2 separate regions of the Arachis hypogaea genome follow, and region 1 is linked to region 2. Evidence: chromatin contacts called from public Hi-C data. All regions are on one chromosome and are shown on one strand. The core of a region is the stretch at or near the end of the contact, and the rest is flanking DNA. Distances in the headings are between cores, read along the strand shown. Region 1 holds the start of LOC112715611 (CBS domain-containing protein CBSX2, chloroplastic). Region 2 holds the start of LOC112715607 (small ribosomal subunit protein uS9).

Region 1 (5,524 bases), core at 1,576-4,075, 840 kb before region 2:
TTGTATCTCATTAAATGTCTGTCATTGAAGCAAACAATTAGAACAAGACAGTTTTGCTTAACATAATAAACTAATGATAGTTCAATAGACGTTTGTTCCTAACATATAAAATATGATAGTTTTCATACGATTGCAAGCTCCCTTCTGCTTCATGACAAGTAACACAAAGAAGACAGCGGAAGGAATATTAAAAAAATTCAGGCCAAAATTTTGTTATTTCTAAGATACGGAACCTATGCATATCCTTTACTACCTGACACACAAAAATGATCTTAATGTCCTGACAAAGTCGTACTTTTGAGGATCATGTTTGATCACAGAATCCATATAACATTGCCAAGACCACCTTGCAAATTTCAAAAGTAGTTACAAAGGCAAAAAGGAAGGTACCCTACATTTCCCCTTGCAAATTTCAAAAGTAGTCAATACAAAGGCAAAAAGGAAGGTACCCTACATTTCCCGAAAAAAACAAAGGAGAAAGACAGCTGATCCCATATATATATTGGAAGGCACTGATTCATAAACTCAAAAAGACCTGGCTGACTTCCAAAATTCTTCTATTGCAAAAGACTGGGACTTTTAAGTAAACTTATTCAGAACAGTAATTTCTGAACTCAAGCAAAACTTTGCTACATTCACATGATCAGATCATTATTTCCTGAAGCTTGACTCTAGATACAAATGGATACAAAGATGCACTCGTCCAAATTATACTTCAGACAGCAATATTTCCTAATACGAGATAACTAAGATGCAGGTTCGCTGATTAAAGCAAATGATTTTGGTCACGATTTTTCAAAATTTATACCACTTCCTTCCTTTTAAAAATCTTGCATTTTTTGAAAACTTGAACACTAATAGCAACCTCTCCAGCATGTCCATCAAGATCACCAATAAGGGCCAACCCTACCTCCCATTCGGAAGAGCCATCTTTTAGAGAAGCAGTATACAGTTGTTGATCAATAAGTAATTGATGAAATTTACACAAGGCTTCAGAATTTATAACGAGTTACGACGACCTTGTATTCAGTGAAATACTATTATTTCAGCAAAACAACGGTGTGCATGGCAAAAAAATAAAAATTGAAATTCAATTGTCATAGAGGATTGCATGTAGGTTCAGAATTAAGTTTGTGAACAACATAATAGAATGGCCCCATCTCAATTTACAAAGCACATTCCATGAACATCAATAAAAGAGGTGTTATGAATGATTGACAGCAAATCTATTTAGCATAGTTAGAAGAAAAAGTTGCACATACTTTCCAAGAGCTACCAACATCAGGAAATAAGTTTGCATCACTTTGAGGACCACCTAAAAAGCCAAAACAAAAGATTAGTAGACACTTTGCAGCAGGATGCGGAACTCTTGTTTTGCAAACTTGGGCACAACCATAGAATTTTATAATAGCATTGCTTAAGGTTTGTAAAGAAGTTCAATGCCCACACTATCATACATGGCATATTGTCATCTTCAGTGTCACCATTCTCAACAATAACAACACGAAGTTTGAAAAGTAGAAAGGATAACTAACACAAATGATTTCCAACTCAGAATTAGCAAAAAGTAGAACAAAATAAAATAATATAATATACCTGATATAGAATCAATTGCTAGCAAGTCATAATCTGAAACAACTCCAACCTGCAGCAATTTTTTATTAGAAAGAAAAAGAGGTAAGTCTCAAAGAGGAAGTAAAATAAAGTCAAAGTAGTTGCATTTTGATGATGAAAAGACAAGTACATGAAAAAAACAAAAGTGAAGAACGTTAAAATCATTAAAGAATAATGCAAAAATAGCTGAAGGGGATTAAAAAGTTACGAGATTCCAGTCGTCATCGATAACTGGAAGACCACTGATCCTGTTGTTGACGAGTGCCTCCAAAGCTGAAATTTTAAATTTTAAGTAAATAAACTTGGAGAATATAAAACGAACACTAAATAACATAATAATAAAAAACAAAAAATTACAGAAACAAATCCTTACCTTCGTCAACGGTAGTGGAGGGCTTGACAACGTGCAAATGATCTTTCGTTGTCATGAAATCACCAACTGTGTAACTTCCATTCCCGCGCTGAAAACCAACATCAAATTACAAAAATAACCTCATCTGAGAAGGGTAAAGAGCAGTTATCGTATCAGAGAAGCTTGATCCGTTGAGAAGAAGACTTACCGGAGCTGAATTGATAGTTGGACCTGGGCTTGGGCCAGGGCCCGAAGAAACTGGGCGAAACGCAGCTGAGGACAATGAACGTCGCCGTTTTGGGATGGCGGATAAAGGAAGAAACTCGCCGCATTGAGGAGGGGAAACGGAGCGAAGCGGAGCAACAACAGGGAGTGTGTTGATCAAAGGAATCGAACTCATGTCAATGATTTTTCTTTAAATCCTTTATTAATGTAAAATTGTTTTGCTTTTCTTTCTAATTTTGATTTTGCTGGTGATTCTTCCGCTGCTGTAAGTGGAAGGGAGATCGGAGACCAAAAATAGCGTGGAATGGAGAAAGGAAAGTTATTTTTGGTACTGACAATAATGCCAATCTCTGATTCTCTCTCTATATCTCAGTTTGTAGAATAAATTATGAAAAATATGAAGATATGTAAATTGAAAAAACAAAATGAGAAAATTCAAAGTAGAATGGTTGAATAATGAATGAATTATGAAATTTGAAAAGGAGACGTGAACGTACTTTACTTTTCAGATTTTCCGTTGAAACCGGTGGGAAGAATAGTTTGCGGAAACTGACACAAATGTAGTATCGCAGTCGGCGCGGGTTGTTGAACGGTGTCGTTTTCTAGTCGCATGGAGTTCTGTTTAAGATTTTCCAATATTTTAAACCTGTATTATGTGCGTATAATTATGTGGTTGTGGTTGTCTGTTTTTTTTTTTATTTTTAGGCATTTTCCAACTTAGCAGGTCAAAGACTAATTTGTCGCGGTATTAAGATTTACTTAATAATTTGTCGCTGGCCAATGGATTGCTGCATGCACAAGGCGGAATTCGAATACCTGACATTTACTTAAGTGAATTAGTAAGCTAACTACTAAACCAACCCAACTTAGTTTTGTTGTGGTTGTCTATAATGCTGCTTATTCCCCATGTTGAGCCTTGGTAGGGCCTACGCAAGGTAGTTGGCCTGAATAATTGAGTCAAGGTTATGAAAATCCAACCCCACCTTGAACTATTTTAACTATTAATTTATTAGTTTAATTGATTTGATCATAATTTAATTTAAAAAATATTTTATAATAAAATAATAAATAAAATATTAATAAATAGATAAAATCATAATTATAATCTAATAAAAATTTTATTATTTAAATTAAAAATATTATAAAAATCATAATATTATAATTTCATTTAATTATAAATTCAAAAGTTAAATAATAAAAATAATAATCAAATATAAAATGACAACATTTAAATTTATTATCAATCATTAAAATTTTCTAAAATTTGCTACAAATTTATTTTCTTGAAATCATCACCTTCATTTTTACTATTTGCACCAAAAAAATTAAGTGATACAGGCATACAGCATAAAATGTATTATTATCACCACTACCAACACTATTTTGATCAAAATCAGCATCAATATCATCTAACGATATATATAACACATTATCAATAACAATCTTTGTGCAAACATAGGAGGAATAAAGATTTTTGCTTTCTTTTGTGGATCACTTATAATTACTTGCTTTAATGGTAACTGATTCGGAATTTATTGTTCTTCTTGCATTAATGCTTTATCAATTGTATTTTCAATCTCATCACTACCATTTTCATTAAAACTTACTTTTCTCTTACTAGTTTTAATTTTTTGAATTTCTTTCAATAAATTTTTCATTTGTTTTTCTACGTCATAAGGGACTTTAAAATACTTTTTAATATCTCCATCTATCTTTGTCAAATATTTTTTCATTCTATTAATTCTCTCTCCTCCAAAAGTACTTAGACAACACAAACATTGGTAATGCAATTTTCCGTTTATTACTTGTAAAGCTAACATATCTTCAAGCTGGATCAATTTTTTTTTTGAAACATTAGAAGTTTATGATTGACTAATGACTATCGTTAGATTCAAGAAGAAGAGAAGTTTCTAGACAGGATTCGAAGCCAAATTATTCTCTGCATTATTATTCTTAAGTGTTTCTTGGTTGATACTCTCATCCATACCTAAAATTTACCAGCAACCCAATAACAATATTACAGGCTTATAGTAACCCACACTAACCCAATAATCTCAACAGTCAAGATAATTACAGAATAAAAAAATTAACAACAACAAGATTTACAGATTAACTGACAACAATTATTTAAGATTATCCACAATTCTAAACTACGATAATGAAAAATCACAAGTCATAGATTAATTAACAACAATTACAGTTAAAAATACCTAGAAAAAGGCAGACTCAGCAAAGAAGGAAACAGGGAGCACGATGGAAGGGTTGACACGACTGACGAAAAGGAGTACGGTGGAACAAAGCTGGTGCCGACGGGACAGTGGCTGCACGATTAAGGTAAGAGGTGAGAATAGTTACCATGGTGAGGGTGTCTTCGAAGTTCGAACAATGGCTGCACGATGAAAGCAGCTTCCAGAAATTACGACGGTGGCAGTAACAGAATGGTAGCTAGACATAAGTTAGGAAAAGAGGGAGCAGCTCGATGAGAAGAAGAAAAAGGATAACGTCTAAGTGAGACTGTGAGAGAGACAAAGGTGCTACTGCTTCTTGTTTTGGTTAGGATTCTTTTCCTCTAAATCAAATGCTGTTTTGAACTTTTGGGTGAAAATAAAAAAATAATCGATCGATTCCTAGTTCGTTTCGACCGATTGATTTTCGACCGGTCCAACTACAATTTTTAAATTTTTCCGTTAGAATATTTAATTAATTTGTTATTTTTATTGGTTTATGGTTCGACCGACTAATTCGAACCCATTTTTTCATAACTTTAAATTGAATACCTTCTCTTTTAAATTTAAATTTTTATTTTAAAAATACCTAATAAAATAAGTTATATATAGAGAAATTTAAAGATATAAACATTTAAAAAATTAAAAAAATCAAGTGCCGTTTTTGAACCTTCTTCCCCATTCTGAAAATGCAACCGAAAAAAAAAAATTTGAGTTCGTTTCAAATAATCATCATTGACAACAAAGAAAACTGTTTCATTTAAAAATTCAAGACAAAAAATTCCACTTTCACTTTCACACTTCAACTTCAACTTCAAAATGCTTCTAGAACAATACAAACTGCTAAAATTGAATCTAAGCTACTATGACTTATCCCTCGCCTACTTGGGATTTGGGTCTTAGGAAGCAGGAAAGGATGCAACGTCAATATTAATAAAGAAATGCTATTATTATTCTTAATTTTTTTAACTAAAGATAAGGAGATTTAAATTCGCACTCTCTTATTTTAATAGGGAGAGATTATACAATTAGAACTATAGGTTATTGATTATTATCATTTTTATTTTAATAATATTATTTTTTTATAAATTATGAGAAGAGTAATATT
Region 2 (5,496 bases), core at 2,034-4,533:
AAAAGAAACAGTCCAGCGATACCATTTTCCTTGAGCTGAATATCTGATTTTTTTTTTGGTAGATGAATAAATATCTCATAATTTATTGGACAACAGTTTTTTGTCAAGGCCTGGAGCCGAAAACCGGACCAGATCCATGAAAACGACCTGAACCGACGCCTAAGACACATTAAACACTTAAATAATTGAATTTATTTTTTCTTCTTATAAAAAAGCTTAACATGAGATCAGGCTGAATCTCAAAGCTCCAACAATAGATCAGTGGGCTTTCATTTTCATATGGGCCTCATTTTGGGCTGTAAGTGGCAGTCTGGTAATTCTGGCAATAACCCAAGGTTATTTTAACAACCGTACAGAAACCCTAAACGCCATATATAATGCTCTCCAAAAAATGTTCCACCTTTATCTCTCTCACTCAACGCAAAAAACTTAGGGTTTTCCAAAGACAGATAACACAAGCAACACCTTCAATAGTGTGAGAGAATAGAGAGAGAGGAAGCAATGGCGGCGCTGCCTCTCGAGCAGGCCCAATGCTTCGGTCGCAAGAAATGTACAAGTGTGACTGTACTTGAGACAAACAACTTTGTCATTGACTATTTAACTTGGAATAATGTTTGCCGTGTAATGATAAATCAATGTATGAACAAAGGCTAAAGAATTTCAATATGGGAAGGAAAGTGGTGATTTGCCCAAAAATGAAAGAAGATTGTGTTTTACCCAATGGTGGATGTCTGGTGTTCATGGTCAACACGTAGGGGGCGTGTTGACTGCTACATGGGGGGTGATGATGATGTGGCAGAGCATGAGTGGTACACGGGGCAACACGTGGGGGCGTGCTGACGCAGCCCGTGGGGGTGTGATGATGACATGGCGGTGTGTGACTGGTACACGATGGCAGCATGTGGGGGCGTGATGAGGTGACAGCAGCACGTGGAGGGGTGCTGAGTCAGCACGCAGGGGCGTCCTAACACGTGGCAATACGTGATTGGCCGGAGGCAATCAAAATGTGGGGGCGTGGTGAATGCTACTCTCTATATATGGCAGTGTTTGGGTCCATTTTTATGCTGAGAAAGTGTGTGAGTGTTCTTTGAGTGTGTTTCTGGTATAATGGAGGGTACCGTAAATTTGGAAGTGTATCGCGACGGAGAAATAATACGTAATACTCATGAGGGAGTGAGGTTTGTGTGCCAGAATCCGTTTACGTTTGTGGTTCCATGCACCATGACGTTTATGGAACTTCAGAATAGTCTCTGTCAACAGATTAAGAGGGCCATCCATCTCTTTCGTATCATATCGTGATGCACGGCATAGTACTCTGTAAAGATGTGCGAGACATGCTGAACCCCAACTATATGTATGGATCCACTCGAAATCGCGAAGCAACGGTATATACTTCGCATGGGCGTATGTGGTCGACTTATCTGTGAATAGGGTCGACCCTAACATACAGAAAATCTGACATCTCACGTATCTCCTTATGGACTCTTCAATGTCCAATGGCTCCGCATCTCTGATACGTCGAACCCAACCAAGCTTTATATAGGATTTCGAATTACGACTGAGTACTGGTTCACGTCCGAATATTGCCATGCTCTGACTGTGAACGAAATCACTACTACTGTCAGTCCATCCACTCACAGGCTCTCCATCAATGGGTAAGCCGAATATATGCGCGACATCTTCCAATGTCACTGTAACCTCACCCACCGGCAACACAAATGTGTGAGTCTCCGGCATCCACCTTTCAACCAGAGAAGCTAACAACGAGCGAAATCCTCTTATCATCCAAATCCTAGATACATGGTAGAATCTCGTGGCGTGTAAGTAGTTTTCGACCTTCGGATTCCAACTCTGTAGCGGATTCAGTTTACGCACCAATAAATTTTTGTTAGGCTACATCAACAAAAATATATTTGTTATATTAATTATAAATATTCATTTATTAATAAACAAATATTAACATATCTATTTGTTTGTGATCACTTCAATTAATAATATTATTTACATATTTATTTATTTTAATATTTTATTTGTTAGAATCATTAACGTGCAATGCATTACCATAGTTAAAATATTTTTTTTCGTGCATCAACATATATTTTTCTAATATTATTAATAACATCAACGTATATATATTTTTCTAATATTTATTTATTACTTTAACATTTATATATTAAACTTTTGAATATGTTCAACATACATATTTATTTACAGAATATATATTTTTTATTTTACTATAATATTATTTTTATATTTTTACCGTAGAGAAATACATATTTTTTTTAAAAAAATTTTTAGTATATCGTATAGTATAGTATAATATATATTTTATTTTAGTATTTTTATAACAAAAAATTAATTCAAAATTAACAAAAAAAATTATATTTTAACATATTAAATAACAAAAAATAACAGAAATTAAAATACACAATAAAAATATAATTTACCAACTTACATAAATTAGATGATCTAAATAATTTATAATTACGAACTATTCTTTAAATTAGGTACAAAAATAATTTTTTTTTTACTGCCTATTTTTTCACCCTTTCACCTTGTGAGGTAGCAAGACCCTTCCTCTCTGATATGAGTTCACAACCCTCCTTCCCCTAATGCTTTTCTTCCCTCTCACTAACACACTTTCTTTCTATATTGCAGTTGGAGAAGAAGACTCTTTATATAGAGCAATGAAGAGGCCACGCTTGCTGTTTACAGGGGTTAGACCTGTTCCCTGCGTGGCAGCAGCTACAACACGTCCTCTCGTGGTGCAGGAACATCGGGACTCCACGATGCCAGCTCCACCACGCCCCTGCGTGGTGCCAGAAACGTGCATGCTCACCGCGTCACCACACCCTTGCGTGGTGCTAACACGCTACTCAGTAGCAGGGTCACCACGCTCCTGCGCGTTAACCGGAAGCTCCACCGCCAGGTAAATCACCCCACCCTCCAATATCCTCCCAAGATACTAACTTCTTTCCCATAACAAAATTAAACAAAAATAATTTTGGTTTGAACAAGATTGGGCCTTCAATTTTGAATAAATTAAATTCTATATACCAATAAAAAACCAAAATTCGGCTAAAATTCCAATAACAAAAGAAAAAAGAAACAGTCTAGCGATACCATTTTCCTTGAGCTGAGTATTTTTTTTTTTTTTGTAGATGAATAGATATCTCATAATTTATTGGACAACAGTTTTTAGTCAAGGCCTGGAGCCGAAAACTGGACCAGACCCATGAAAACAACCTGAACCGGCGCCTAAGACACATTAAACACTTAAACAGTTGAATTTTATTTTTTCTTCTTATAAAAAAGCTTAACATGAGATCAGGCTGAATCTCAAAGCTCCAACAGTAGATCAGTGGGCTTTCATTTTCATATGGGCCTCATTTTGGGCTGTTAGTGGCAGTCTGGTAATTCTGGCAACAACCCAAGGTTATTTTAACAACCGTACATAAACCCTAAACGCCATATATAACGCTCTCCCAAAATTTTCCACCTTTATCTCTCACTCAGCGCAAAAAACTTAGGGTTTTCCAAAGACAGATAACACAAGCAACGCCTTCAGCAGTGTGAGAGAATAGAGAGAGAGGAAGCAATGGCGGCGCAGCCTCTCGAGCAGGTCCAATGCTTCGGTCGCAAGAAAACGGCGGTTGCGGTTACCTACTGCAAGCGCGGCCGCGGGCTCATCAAGATCAATGGCTGCCCAATCGAGGTTGTTGAGCCTGAGATCCTACGGTTCAAGGCCTTCGAGCCGATTCTTCTGTTAGGGCGGAGCCGCTTCGCCGGCGTCGACATGCGCATCCGCGTCAAGGGCGGTGGACACACTTCTCAGATCTACGCCATAAGGCAGAGCATAGCGAAGGCGCTGGTTGCGTTCTACCAGAAGTACGTTGATGAACAGAGCAAGAAGGAGATCAAGGACATTCTCGTCAGGTACGATAGGACCTTACTTGTTGCTGATCCAAGGCGCTGTGAGCCTAAGAAGTTCGGTGGTCGTGGCGCTCGCGCGAGGTTCCAGAAATCTTACCGTTAGGGAGAGAAAAGGAGGGGTTTTTTGGGGTATGGGGTTTCGGTTCATGTTTTATGCTGTGGAAAACTCTTATTGAGCAGTAGTTATATTAAGTCTTGGAGATTTTATTGCGTTTTGATTGTTATGTGATGCTTTTTTTTTTTACAGATATTTAATTTTAATCGAAGAACTTCATTGATTATTAGATATGAATTATGCAAAACTCTTCATTCATTTAAGTGTTTTGGTTTTTAAATTTGATTTAATTTAGTTTTCTAATTACTGTTTTACTGGTAGCTGTAGTGATGACTGAATAACAATAATGTCAAGCTGGGGAGAACGCTTTTAATCACCTGCTATCAAAAGTTTTCAATATGAAGCATTTTTCATATGAAATATAGTTGGGATTATTAAGTCCCCCGTGTGTGTGGTTATGACTATTAGCTACATTGGTACATTTTTTTTTGCTATTTCATTGTAAAATTTAGAATATGTGCTCTTCCTTAAAAAGTACGGCCTTTAAATTCAGAGCATCTCTCGTTTTGAGGGTAATGCTATCAGAATGGTGGAACGAAGAAGGGCCGAGAAGGACACTACAAAATAGTGGGTCTCCAATGAATGCCCCAAATACATTCGTCTCTCTTGCAACTGTAGGGTGTAAAAGTATTTAACGCCACAATAAGTTTGAATTAGTGTTGTTTACTACAAAAATCTACGGGCAAAAGATGTGTTCAGATATTAGTGTGGGATCCATGGCATGGCAAACCTGATGCTTTTGATGCTTATATTGTGATAAACTATATAAAACTCGGAGTGTTATTGTGGACAAAATGATTGTGATTGAAAACACAGATGCAAGTAGAATCCGTTCCATTTTTAAGTTTGTTACGGTAGGTAACCGGAGATTAATGCTGAGGATGGCGTTTGGCGGCCCAAGTGTATGATGGAGGAGAACTCCGGGTAGGTCCGCAACTCGGGAGGCTCCGTCCGACTTGTGCTCGCGCGTGAATGGGGGGTGGTACCTGCAAAGACACTCCGATGCCTAAGTTAGCAAGAGTGTAAGCAGGTCTTAGAGAGTATTGGACTTCGAGATACCTGAGGGAGTGTCAGTGTATTTATAGAGATGAGCCAATAACCACCGTTGGTGTAGTGCCGTATCTTTAGGGTGGTAACCGTCCCTATTATCTTGGGGAGGTTAAGATATGGCTTTATGAGACGGTTAGAGAGATTTTAGGGGCGGTTACTCATTTGAATGAGTGTTTATCTGCCAGCTAATCTCGCATCCGACCTCTTTTGACCAAGTCGTGGTTGATACCGACTTCTTGTGTGAAGGTCGGTACTTAGCTAGGCTCTAATCCTTTAGGTTAGGCCTTTTAGTTGGACCTGGGCCTTTGTATTGGGCCAGGGTATGAACAGTGCCCCTACTTGAGCCCAAATTTCCTATAAAGTTTGGGTTCAAGTATTCAACTCGGGTTCGTAGTCGA

What was found. Hi-C and Micro-C count contacts between places; a contact is called where the count stands out from the background.
Region 1: a Hi-C map of leaf shows a contact between it and region 2, with 10 times the contacts expected there. The contact joins the promoter of LOC112715611 here to the promoter of LOC112715607 in region 2. A contact is called at or near these places in 2 of 8 Hi-C or Micro-C datasets (both in leaf).

What each region holds. Positions count from the first base shown.
Region 1 is chr10:53,730,203-53,735,726 of arahy.Tifrunner.gnm2.J5K5, reverse strand. LOC112715611 (CBS domain-containing protein CBSX2, chloroplastic) reads right to left here and starts at 2,825. Exons shown (of 9, transcript XM_025767380.3): 1 at 2,689-2,825; 2 at 2,175-2,454; 3 at 1,988-2,075; 4 at 1,823-1,887; 5 at 1,597-1,645; 6 at 1,263-1,315; 7 at 1-18. The coding sequence starts at 2,366.
Region 2 is chr10:52,889,958-52,895,453 of arahy.Tifrunner.gnm2.J5K5, reverse strand. LOC112715607 (small ribosomal subunit protein uS9) reads left to right here and starts at 3,283. Exons shown (of 1, transcript XM_025767376.3): 1 at 3,283-4,246. The coding sequence starts at 3,599. The coding sequence ends at 4,036.